Linked DNA regions of Gossypium hirsutum: all the other regions are linked to region 1. Evidence: chromatin contacts called from public Hi-C data. All regions are on one chromosome and are shown on one strand. The core of a region is the stretch at or near the end of the contact, and the rest is flanking DNA. Distances in the headings are between cores, read along the strand shown. Region 1 holds the start of LOC107911480 (cellulose synthase A catalytic subunit 2 [UDP-forming]). Region 2 holds the start of LOC107921000 (exosome complex component RRP4 homolog). Region 3 holds the start of LOC107911481 (ATP synthase subunit delta', mitochondrial).

Evidence for each region. A called contact is a pair of places that touch in the nucleus more often than the background predicts.
Region 2: a contact with region 1 is called in a Hi-C map of leaf, with 2.9 times the contacts expected there. The contact joins the promoter of LOC107921000 here to the promoter of LOC107911480 in region 1. A contact is called at or near these places in 3 of 34 Hi-C or Micro-C datasets (all in leaf).
Region 3: a contact with region 1 is called in a Hi-C map of leaf, with 4 times the contacts expected there. The contact joins the promoter of LOC107911481 here to the promoter of LOC107911480 in region 1. A contact is called at or near these places in 5 of 34 Hi-C or Micro-C datasets (all in leaf).

Annotation. Positions count from the first base shown.
Region 1 is chrD11:39,773,195-39,777,878 of Gossypium_hirsutum_v2.1, reverse strand. It overlaps LOC107911480 (cellulose synthase A catalytic subunit 2 [UDP-forming]), which reads right to left and starts at 2,927. Exons shown (of 14, transcript XM_016839296.2): 1 at 2,284-2,927; 2 at 953-1,148; 3 at 643-869; 4 at 406-508; 5 at 145-325. The coding sequence starts at 2,364.
Region 2 is chrD11:39,920,967-39,925,530 of Gossypium_hirsutum_v2.1, reverse strand. LOC107921000 (exosome complex component RRP4 homolog) reads right to left here and starts at 2,278. Exons shown (of 7, transcript XM_016850845.2): 1 at 1,761-2,278; 2 at 1,575-1,676; 3 at 1,439-1,484; 4 at 1,213-1,302; 5 at 633-698; 6 at 436-504; 7 at 1-340. The coding sequence starts at 1,915. It overlaps LOC107921326 (protein S-acyltransferase 8), which reads right to left. Exons shown (of 5, transcript XM_041104516.1): 5 at 4,492-4,564.
Region 3 is chrD11:39,627,061-39,631,153 of Gossypium_hirsutum_v2.1, reverse strand. It overlaps LOC107911481 (ATP synthase subunit delta', mitochondrial), which reads left to right and starts at 1,943. Exons shown (of 2, transcript XM_016839297.2): 1 at 1,943-2,472. The coding sequence starts at 2,212.

The DNA.
Region 1 (4,684 bases), core at 1,678-4,177:
TTTTAAATGATAATAGAACAATAATAGATACAAGCAAAATGTACAATTGTGCAGAATTTTAGAAACAAATCTGCCTAAAATGCCGTCAGTGATTACAAACAGTAGTAACAAAAATCAAATCATATGCTTTAAACAATCATTTACATTGGCAAATCAGCATCATCTAGCTCCTCTCCATTTCCACCATCATTCCCCCCTTCGTGCTTAACCACCTGAAGTTTGTCATTCTGCCGTTTCTTCCACTCCTCCATCCGGTCCTTCCATGCAACACTTCCATAACCATATACTGCTATATCTTTCTTAGGAACCATTGGTCTTGGTTGCACTGCAGCAGTGAAAACACTAAGGTCCAAGACTGGAGAGAATTAATTCACATTGGTAACAAGCAGAGGGATAATGACTTACAAGGTACAGCTGGATCAGTATAAGGCATTGGATGAACTCTATTTCCATGACCCATAAATGGGGGTACAATGAGAGCATGATGATCAGCAGAAATCTCCGAATGCTAAAACAATAAAAATATTGTTATAATGCAACTACTGTTTGTGTAGAGCAGTGTAAGAACTAAGAACACAGAGCATCCATAATTTGGAACTCTTACAAATACATATAAACAGGGAGAAGAGCACGGAGACTCACCTCCTCACCATAGGTCAAGAGAGGAATTTGGGAGCTAGGAGGAGAAGAATCTAATTCTGAATGTGCAGGCAATCCAGAGCCATTAGGGTGGAAACCACGGCCAGTGTTAAGGTGCCCACCGAGCATAGCCTCAGCAACTTGTTGAGGATCCAAAGCATCATAGTCGAACTCATTGTCCAGGTCATCTATGTCATCTTCTTCCTCATCACCTTCAACCCTAGGACTGCCTGCAATTCACATCACTAGTTAGGGACACTCATAAGTCATTTGGAATGCCAATGTAGCTCATACATTGCAATAACACTTTCACCTTTGATTCGTTTATATCTGGTTTTGCACTGCGGGCAAGCTTGGTTTCCTTCTCTTCTCTCATACTCATAGCAGGGTCTGCACACAGGGAAAGCACATTCGTTGCAGGCAACAAAGGGCTCCCCATCCACTGTAATCTCAATCTCATCCCCACAGATCTGACACGTTTGCCCACTCAATTCTTTCACAGACTTTATCTGATAAGAACAACAACCACAAAGAGCGTACCATCAGTACCTGATTATGAAATGCCAGAACAACAAATCCAGTGCAAACTAAAGCAGTGGTAAAAGTTCTATTTGCACAGTCCTGAAGGAGAACAATTCTCACAGAATTTAACAAATGCCTAAATGTACTAGAAGCTAACCCTGTAATTACATCAAACCTTGACCAGTTACCAATTAGAACTACCAACATTTTCATTTCAACTTAATATGTTTTGATGAAGGCAATACTTTGCAAACAAAAATAGAATTGCAGACATAAGGAATTTATTTCTTCACATCTTAGTTAATATTTTTCTGGTTATCAACACAGTGGTTCACAAAAACAGCTCCCGTTCTTATTTCCTCCTTTATGAGAGCATTGCAACTTGCAAGTTCAAATAGCTTATTAAATCATAAATACATAAGGAACTTGAACGCTACATTAAAAACTGTATAAGCTAAATCATTGAAGATTTAAATCAATATTGCCAAAAAAAATAAGCAGAGCTTAGTTCAGCATTATGACAAAATTCAAATCATCCATGTCTTAAATTCCAAAAGATTTGGAAGAATTCAACAATTTAACGAGACCAATATGTACGGCAGAATCAGAATCATATGCTTTCTTCCAGTTTGTGCCAAATTCCCAGAATCTAAAATGAAGGAATAGCAAATCTTAAATGCAAGAAAAGAAATCTGAACCAGACCTAAAAACATCAAAAATCATATAGTTAACAACCACAAAAACCGAACTTCACCTAAAACGAAATGTAATGGAAACGCCTATTAACCAAGCAACACTCAGACAACTCTATTTTTAAACTCCCATGACGAAAAACCCAAAACCCCAAAGAAACTCAAAAGATTCAGGGGGTTTAAGGCTCAAAATGGAACAAAAAGGTATAAAATTTTGTAAATTTAGCCTCAAAAACATGTTACATTTCTAGTGAAATCCTGATCAGAGAAATGAAATTACTCGCAATTTCGTGCAATACACAGAAAGAAATACGAAAACCCATTTCATGAAACAGCAAAATTAGCAAGTGGGTATTCCTCAAATAACAAAAAAGACGTAAAAAAAAAACAGAAGCTCTTTTTTTTTTAGATTACATTACAAGTATCTTACTCTTGCATTTTCATCTGCGTTTATCAAAACAAATTCATTTCTGTTGTGAGAACCAGCAATGAGTCGGCCTCCAGTGTCCATAGCCGATTATAGCAATAGGAAACAATCCAACTCTGAAAACCCTCGGTCTCTTCTTCAGTACTGAATGAAGTCAAGTCTCAGTACCACCAATTTCCTCGAAAAGATCCAAAATTGGTCCTTTCACTTCCCATAACAAGAAAGAGAAATCGCAGCTCCACCACAAAAGAGTACCCTCCGGTGGTATTATAATAATGGAATAAGATACTCGAAAAGGGGGAAAAGGAACAAACAAAGGGAAATGGGTTTTGGATTGAGAAGCAAGCCAAGTCTGCTTGGAAACCTGGCTGGTTCGGTCGCAATTTCAGAGAACGAGAATAAAAGAAAAATGGAAAGTTTTAGAGAGAGAAAGTAGTGATGAAAGTGTTTAAAATGAGGACGCGTAACGAAGAAGGAGATAACAAGCAGAAGGGGAAGCACTTCTAAAAGATAGAGAAAAATAATAATCCCAAAAAGAAAAAAAGAAAAAAAAAAGACTGTTGAGTGTTTTGTTGGCTATGGGGAAAGAATTTAGATCTGGAAGCTGGGGTCTAAGTGTTTTTTTTTAACCTTTCTTTCTTGAGTTTTTTCCTTTCCTGAGATTTTCTCTCTCTTTTTTTAAGGATATTTTGGATTTTCTTAATAAATTATTTGATCAAAAATTAAATCCTTGTTTAGTATTATTATTACCAAAAGAATAATATTTTTTAGAAAAACCAAAGAACATTTTTTATTTTTATTGATTAATGGATTCTATTCTTTATTTCTAAAAAATTAATGCAAGGGTTGACCTCTGAAATGGTTCAAAAATAAAAATTATTTAGTCAATTTGTTTGTGTTGATTTGATATTGATGGTCAATCCGATGCTGACATATAGTAATCTCTTAACATGACATATGGTAGATATAAATTAAAAAATTTTAAAAATCTAAATACATTTAAATGGTTGTCGTGTTAATCAAAAATTAAAAATTAAAATATATAAATTAATAAAAATATTTGTTTTCACGTTAAGAATGAACCTGAATAAATAGTTGTCCAGATACATATAAATCTAGATATAATTTTAGTAAAATATATATTTTTTATTTCTTATAAAATATCAATTTTTAAGTTATTATTCAAAAATATATATAAAATGTAAATTTATAAAAAAAATATATACCATTAAAAATATATAAAAAGCCTATAATATTTTAAAAAATATATAAAAATACAATATAATAAAAATAATTAAGATTTTATAAATATATAAAAGAACTAAAAAGAACATCTACCATGAATTTGGCTAAACAGTTATCCATATGTATTTAAATTGGACAACCATTTGTCTAAGTTCATTTTTTATGTAAATTTTTTTATATATTTTATTAATTTATACATTTTAAAATTTTATATATTTTTAATTTCAAAATAATAATAAACAAATATTTTATAAAAAATTAAAAAAACATATAAACTTACTAAAAGTACATCAAAATGAACTTAGACAAATGTTTGTCCAAATACATTTGAATTTGGACAACCATATGTCTAGGTTCATTCTTGATGAGAAAAAAGTTTTATTTTTATTAATTTATATATTTTTAATTTTTTTAAATTATGTTCATCATGCGTCATACTGATAGATTGCCATGTGTCACTATCAGATTTGTCATTAGTGTCACATCAACACAAACTTACAGTACGGTGTTAGTGAGAAGATACCAATTTGAGTGATGAAATACAAGTTTAGGTACCAACTAGGTTAGAAAAAAAACTCAAATACTAACTAGATACTTTTTAATAAATTAAAGGGGTAAACTATGTATTAACCCTTTTATTAAAATTTTATATAATTTTAATTTCGAAATAATAATAAACAAATATTTTATAAAAAAAAGTTAAAAACATATAAACTTACTAAAAGTACGTCAAAATGAATATAGATAAATGGTTGTTCAAGTACATTTGAATTCGGACAATCATTTGTCTAGGTTCATCCTTAATGCAAAAAAAGTTTTATTTTTATTAATTTATATATTTTTAAAATTTTTTAAATTATGTTCATCATGCGTCATACTGATAGGTTACCATGTGTCACCATCATATTTGTCATTTGTGTCACATCAACACAAACTTATGGTATTAATGCGAAAATACCAATTTAAGTGACAAAATACAAGTTTAGGTACCAACTAGGTCAGAAAAAAACTGTCGAAACCATTTTTGAAAACAAAAAATTTAGGTTGTCAACTCTAAAAAAAATGAAAATTTGGGAGTCGCCACTAATCTTTTATTGAGGTGTGATTGGATCACCTAAAAAAACGGCTTTGGTCTACGAGTTTTAGAAAAACGGATCCG
Region 2 (4,564 bases), core at 1,029-3,528, 150 kb before region 1:
TAAGTGAGCTACTCAACTCAACTGTCTCCATGATCAAATTTAAATCTACATTGAAACCTAAACTCGTCAATACTCGGATAGCATTTCCAATTCTGCATATGTTTTGCCTCATCTCTAGCGGGGTATAAGCTTGGTTTATTCCTTCAACAACTGTAGATTGTTCAGTACTTTTAGCTTGATCGATTACCATACTGTCTCTAGCTTCAACATGTTCGCCAATCCATATATATCCGTTACGTCCAAGTATCAAGCCAATTCCAAACTGTTCAAGGTGATGGAAATGCTGTTTGCTTTTCTTCACCAGGTAAGGATCAATTATGAGCAACTGGCCTTTCTCAAGCTGTGTACATGTCGATTCAATCAGCAATAGCATTATTAAGATCGACAAACTATGCCAAATCAGAAGGGATATACAAATTCTTTCGAGATAGATACCTTTCCATACTTTCGGCTTCTTGCTTGGAGTTGTAAGCTGCCATCATGCTGGAAATTACGAACCTCAGCCTGAAGAAAAAAGAATGTCATTTCCAACACAAGTGTTCATCGTTTTCTTCTATTTGTCATATAGCATGTTCATGTTCATATAAAAATACTACAAAAGAGAACACAAACAAGTGCGTCACTGGACTTACACAGACAATATCATTCTCTTCAAATATACTTCGCATGTTGAGTTCATCCAAAGCAGTTCGCCGTCGCTAATAATACAAAGTGAAATTTAAATTAGGAAAATTTATAAGGGAGCAAAAGCAAAGTTGTATGTTACTTAGGGATGAGTATCGGACTTAAATGTCCAACATGGGTATATTCAATTTTCTAAATTTTCCATCTATTAGGAGGATCATATCCACATATCAATGACCAAATATATGTCAAAAACAGGTTCTTCAAGAAAAATGAGTCAGTATAACATAGGGAAAAAACATAAATATTTTCCCCATATGGCATCAAAACGCAGCTAGCATAAATATGAGGCAGTTTTGAAGCAAGACAAACAAGGAATGAGGAACTTATAAATGTTGCTCATATAAAATTCAATGGATAGCTTCAAGGGATACTATGCAGTATCAGACCAATGGTGGAAGTTCAACTAAAAAGACTTTGCTAGTCTAACAATATACAAGGAGAACTGCACTCTCACATCAAGCATCCAACCTCAATCGAATTTCATTATAAATTCTACATAATTTCTGCAAGGAATATACAAGTTACCTGAATACCATCAGGCATGTTCATTGAAGAAAGCATTAAAACCGCATCTTGGCTAAAATTAATTTCTAATCTCCACCGCTTTTGAGCAACCTGAATATGAATAAATGAAAATGCAAAGTCCCTTATGTGTTCCAGAAAAGAAGAATAATTATTTTTGGTACAAAGGGAAATACTGGGTCAATGCCACATTTGAAGGTAAGTGTTATTCAGCCACTTTAGGCCTTACCTCGACTACACGTCCCACTACGACATCCCCAACCTCTGGCTTGTACCTAAAAGATTTAATAATTCGAAAATAATTAAATTCCAAAACAACAAAAGAAGAGTAATAGGATTGAAGAGAGATTTTTGTTTGAGAATACCTAGCGCGTAAGGAGCGTACGTAGACCAGTTTGTTGACGCGCTCCACAACGCCGCACACAGTTGCCACCAATTCGCCGTTGAGGTCCGTTGTTCCATGTCCCCTTCAGAAAAAAAAAAGTGAAGAACATAAAACAAGTGTTTAGCCATGCTATATAATTAATTTAATTGTAGTTTTTGGGGAGCACTTGAGAAAAGCGTCTTCGTAGTTGACAGGAATAGTATCGGCGACGGTAACGGAAGCGTCGGAATTGGCCATAGCAGATAGAGACTGAAGCTTTTCGAATGCCCTTTGAAGTCTTACCCTTTGGGTTTGGCTCAACGGTAACTTCAATCCTCTCATTTTATCTTTGTTATCGGCTACTCGGCATAAGCTTGATTTCGGGGTACTCAAACTCTTCCTGCAAAACAAAAAAAGTGGAGAGAAGAAGGAGAAGAAGAAACCCTAAACCCTAATGCCTCGATTGAATTTCCCCCCATTCTTTGATTACTAATTGGGCTGTTAACGGGCTATTTAATTGGGCCACCCGGTTGATTTGTTCGTACTTTTGTAAGATTTCTGTAATTTTGTTTCCGTGACCAAAGTACCCAAAAAAAATATCTCGCAGCTCAAGCTTAAAGAAGAGACAGAGAGAAATGCATAAGAAACAGGGGAAAAGTTACGTGGGTTGAAGAAGTTAGATTTTCTGCACAATGATATTTCTTTTGCCTAAATATCTTATAACTAAGAAAAACCTAATTTAAATAAATTTGTTCAGAAGCGAAGGCTTAACTCAATTGTTAGAAGTCAAAAGCTGTTTTTATTATTTAAAATATATTAAAACATTTTAGAAGGCTATTTTTTATAATTAATGTAAACATTTTTTTTGATTAAATAGTTATTCATATCTAATCAAATTAATCTAAATTTAAAATACTTGTAATAATTGAGAAATTTAAATTAAACAAATAATTCAACTCTAGAAAATTTAATATAAAGTTGTTACCCCAATCCAAAAAATATGTATTAGAGCGAACATAATCGATATTAACTCAATTACAACTTCAATGTTACACTTGGCGCTTTAAGATAAACATTACTATCCAATAAACACCTAAATAAAAGAATAGGGTAACACCACAAAGTTCATGGTCACAATCTTGCCAAATAAGGATACCCTAACGAGTAAGCACATGGTTTTAGAACATGATATTAACGACTACGAATATCTCAACCAATCAATACGACCACACACTCTTATGCAAGAAAGCAACTCATGAGTAACAAAAGGAATGGCCGCAAGTTTTGATAAAAAAGGAAGATCTAGCAATTATTAAGGAATATCTTTCACTATCATTATTCTCTAATATATTTCAAACCCTTTATCTCTTTTAAATACCTGCTGATTTAAACATCAGATAGCATTTAAGAACATAAGCTTCGATTCTCCCCTAGTTTTCTTTGTGCTTGTAACTTGTTACTAGCCATCTCAAGTCAATTTTCCCTTCTCATAAAGATGACACATTAACATATCTAAATAGTATAGTTCACAATTATACTCCAATATTAGTTTACTTATGTCATAAATTATCTTTTTATGGTGAAAGTGAAAATTCATAAATTAATCCCTATGCTTTTTAATCTTATCCAATTTAGACTAAATGTGATCTTCATCCTACCAATATACATTTCATGTCATTTTTATTCCAAATAATCATTATTAACTAACATTTTCTCAAATTAGTAAAATTATATTTTAGTGTTCATACTTTTTAAAATTTATGATTGATCATTTTATCACATTTTCACATTCACAACTCTTCATTGATTTCCATCACCAATATCAAATTAATTCCTTATGATCTCTTTTTCTAACTCATTTTTATATTTTCTCAAAGTTCACTAAACATGATCTCAGAACAATACCAGATGTTGTATAGAAAATTTGGGGGCGTTACAGTAATAGTATATAATAGGGAGATCAATTATAATACTTTAGTGGAATGACTATGTGACAAAATAACTTTATAATTAATAGACAAAGAGCCAAAACTTAATTACAATTTATTTAAGTCATAATTATATATGTCCAATCGGTTCATCTATTAACTCAACACAACTTTTTGACAGATTAAGTTTAATATGAACACTTGCATGGGACCGTACACATTGAACAAGTAGAATTAGTTCACTAGATTTACTCATTGAAATAATAAGTTTTTTTTTTGTTTAACGATTAGATTGATCTGGGATTAATTTAGTTACTTTGGATATTTATTTAATTAGATCAAATGATGGATTCGAAGTGGATTTAAATTAAGTGATTATAATATTTAATTGCTTGAAATAAAATTAAGTAAATAAAATTGTGTATGCATTTTAATACAATAAAAACGTGGTGAGTTCAACGAGATTAAAATAGGGTTTGCGTACTATATTTAATTAGATAATTAATTTTAATTTTTTACTTGAAATTAATTAACAATCCAAAATATATGTAAGCCTTAATATTAAAAGGTGACAAACACATGTATGGAGAAACCTTGCCACCCAAGCAAGCAAGGAGGTGGCATTAAGAGTACTTATTGGGCTTGATTTGCCGTCCATAAGATTTATTATGCCTTGAAGACTCTTTATTTATTGACAATTCTAAATAATTAGACTTCTAATTAGCTCTCTCTAAATATCTTATATTGATTGAAGAGATAATATTGATGGTTGATCAAAATAGATCATTTTATGAGAATTAGAATATCTAGTTGTCAATCCACATACTCAGTTTGCTCAAAATTATTTTTTTTCTTTACAGAGTTCTGAGTGAGCATTATACAACTTTCTCTTAAACGAATCAAAAATCTCTTCACAAATGTATCTATGATGGAAATTATGCTACCATAATATAGGAAAAATAATAATAATGCAATGTTGAGAAGGGAGAATTGAATAACTCAGTGATGGATATTTATAAAACTAAATTGGATTTGCACTGTCTATAAACAAATATGGACTCTG
Region 3 (4,093 bases), core at 694-3,193, 150 kb after region 1:
GTAAAATTAGCTTCATTTTAGGTAATTGCATGATCATTTCTATTCAATCGAGTAGTGCATCTAATAACTTGCGATGGTGATTACTTTATTGCATCTTTACTTTTAATTACTTTTGGAAATGTCTTGTTGTGGTTGAATGACATGTTTGAGGGAGAATGCTAGTAAAGGATGGAGGTTTGTCTAGGCATTATGAGAGATTGACATGGTAATGCTGGTGAAGAAAATGACAAACACCCAATCGGCAATGAGGGCACTCAGTATTTGGTCCCCTACATGCACGTGTAATAGAGAATATTCAACTTAAAATTAGGGAAAAAAACAATCATTGGCTGACGGATTTTACCCTAGAGGACAACCCAGTATAAAAGGCAAAGAAAGGAGGGAGACATGAGATGTTTTCGGAGCTTGGACAGAGGTCTCATTGTGGCAATAAGGGCAAGTTGAGCTGACTGTGAACTTTGGTGAAGGCGAGCAACAAGATATCGAGTTGGGAGGATTGGAGTTTTGAAACCCAGATTTCTTCTTCTACATTTTGTTTCAATTCTTTTATTCTAAAATGATATTTTGGGATATTGATGTGTAGCCAAGCCATGAGCTAACTTAATACGGTTGGGGTTTGCTTTAAATGATGTTTTAACTTTGATTAATATTTATGGATTAATATGGTTCATGTTTCTGCTTTAATCAATGGTTGTTTTAGTTTAAAAGCTTAAGAAAGTGTTGATGAATGCTCAATAAGTCTTAAGGTAGCTTGACACCGACGGATTAGGTTACCTAGACTGAAGTTGGGTAATATAAGTGAGTGTTGAATGAAATACTAGTGTAAACTCTAGACATAGAGCCTTACCTTATACAATTTAGAAGGTTGAGTTTTAGTAGTAGTTGTTAATCCCGAGCCTATAGACATATAGTGTCTTAGGGGTGAGTAACTCTAGGTCTTGCTTTCGATAGAGGTAAACCACAATAGTGCCCAATCGAATAGTAAGTTCGCCATAGTTTTGCCACGACATTCACGGGTTAGAACATATTCCTTAGTAATCCCAGCCTTCACGACCAATATTCCAACCTTGCTATAGTCCTTAGTACTCTTGTTTGATTTGTTGCCATGGTAATCTCTGTTAGTATACTTGATTACTCTCATTTCTAATGTGTTAATCCCATTTTAATTTCATTAAACATCATTCGATACATTTATCTTTTATATTCAATTGTGATAACATAGACAAAGAGCACTCATCCAATCCTCGTGGGAATGATACTCATTCAACATGCACAATTGCACAATTCGCACATCATATTCACACGCGACAAAGACCAGTTCACATATATCATAACAGAGTCGGCCTTAGGTCGCACGATGGTTTGTCAAACAAAAAACATGAATAGGGTCTACCTTAGGTCACAAGACCGGTTCGGTTAAAGCATGCTTACTAACAAGCTGATGAGCACTCACAATCTTTGATATACCAATCAAAAGGCTCACAAAAGAGCTCACAGAACAAAAAGCTCGCACTAAAGCAAAGCTAAACAAGTAGCTCATACAAAGCGAACTTAATAAAGAGCACGCACGAAGCAGAGCTGAAACATTTGCTTATAAAAAACTTGGACATTAAGTGCCTTTAAAACACAATTTAAAAACCATTCTTTCAAAACATACCTAAAACATTGGCTCACATAAAACTATGTTTTAAAATAATCTTTTCAAAATCGTGTTTTGAAAATAGAGTTTCGTAGATTAAAACAGATCTTTTTCAGAAAACTTACTTTTGGTTTCAAAAATAAAGTTTCTTTTGAAAAAACCAAAACAATTAATATAGATTGTGTTTGTTTACTTGTAAAAATAAAAGAGCCTTTTTTAAGGTTTGTTTGGCTAAAAATAGTTTCCCATCCTAAACCTTTTACAAAACATGGAAAAATAAATGTTTATTTTACGAAAATGTCTTACAAATTTTATTTTGGTAAGACCTTTTTCAAAGATTTTCCCTTCACCAGTAAACTCAACCTGATGCCTCTTCCCCTTCCCCCTTCCCCCTTCCCCCTTCCCCCATCCTTGTCACCCTGATCTACTGCTTGCCGTTAGCCAGCAGCGGTTTCAAAAATACAAAGTACCAAAACAAAAAAGAGTGAAGAAAGAGACTGAACGACCCCTCTTCTCCGACGCTGTCTCTGACCTTGCAATAGCCGAGCGATCACCACCAACCCCCTCCCAGAATGTTGCGTCCAGCATCAATGCTATTGGCCCGTCGACCCATTTTGGCAGCAAGGGCTCGATCGTTCTCCACTGATCTGCCAGCGGCTCCCTTTGCGGATGCCACGTTCACGGAGGCGTGTTCTAAAGTGATCCCCAATATGGAACCTCCTAAAACTCCTCTCTCTTTCATGCAACCTCATCCTCCCACTCCTTCCTCCATTCCTTCCAAACTCACTGTCCATTTCGTCCTTCCTTATGCTTCTGAGTTGGCCACCATAGAGGTAACATTTGGGTTTTTTTCTTTAAATTCTATTTGGGATATTTCCGATTTGTCTTCAATTCTGTTTTCTGGGATTAGGATTGTGGAAATGAATATTTTCATGCTATTATCTGGTACAAGGCAAAATGTCAAACCTTTATTTTTTATTTTTGCTAAAATTATGTTAGTTGTTTTTTCGATAGAATGCAATGCCAATTACTTTTATTTTGTCTTGATTATCTGAATGGGTCTATAATTGTACGGCATTACTGTTGATTTCAAACATTTGCCCCATACAACTCCTATTGATGAATTTATTTGATAATGATACCATTCAATGCAGTCTTTAAATCGGGTTACAAATTCTGAAACAAAATTAAATTCCCTGGAAGACAAGACAACAAACTGTGGTATTGCACTGCAATTTAGAGTGTATTCGTATTACCTTTACTGATTTTCATATTCAGAAACTGATCATAGGATATCTTTTAGGCTTTTAGCTGCAGCTCATTTATCCCAAAAGAAATATTTGTTTTCATATTTGTTGTCTATTTCTTGTCAATGCCAATTCTGCTACTCCTTTTAGATGAAAAAGTTAATGGCCATATCAGGATTATTGGATTGTGAGTTCATTGGGAATGCACTTAAAAATGCAGTGACATTGATAACTAGTGTCCTTAAAATCCTTGAGTAGACAAATAGAGAGTGAGGGTTGTATTTTTATTAGCATTTGCTATCCTACTTTACTTCGTGCACTTGCACGCCTTACCGTCATGATATTTCTAAGCATTCACTCGGATACCTGGAGCATTTGTGTTGGAAAGTTGGATTTGCTTATAAAAAACTTATGTGTTCATAATTTTAGTTCCACAATATTCCTTATTATGCTATATATATTTTTATTTAATTTTCAAAAGCATTTGCCTTGCTCTGAATTTTGGACATCGAATGGAACCTCATAATTTTGCACAAAGATAATTAATTTCAGCTCATGGGCATAGATTGGTAATGAGGGAAAAGATGTAATTCTAAAGGATTGCACCTAACTACCAAAACTAATGTCTATCTATCACTTATATTTGTTCCTTGAAGGATGATGATAATACTGATACTTGATCAAGTTTGCCAATCCTTGCTATGATTTGATTCCACTATTCAAACATTTTTCTTCCATTCTGTCTTTATTTCTTTTGATAGGTTCCAACACCAAAGGCCACTAAGAAGTCTCCTAATATTCTCAAAATGTAATTCTAGCCATATCTATCCCTTCCTTTTAAACAGGTCACTCAAGTGACAAAGTTAACTGTTGAAGGTTTTTTTGCATAAATACACTTTTTTTTTAAGGGGAAAGGGGTAAGAGATTAATTCAGAGATCAAACTTGAGACCAATGTCAACTGAAGACTTGATAGTAAATCCTTTGTCACTCCACTAGTGTTTATTTATGTTCTACTCTTTGTGTTTTGGTATGGGTTTGCCTATGAAAATTGAAAATAAGAATGCAACTTTTCATGGTGCCTTTGCCAAGTAGGAAAAACGTAGAGTGTATGAAGGAAAGTAATGGATAATATAGTCTTTTATGAATTAGCTCGGTTATTATCAGCTTCTTGTGTTACTAGAAATATGTTCCTCCATTGGTAATTAA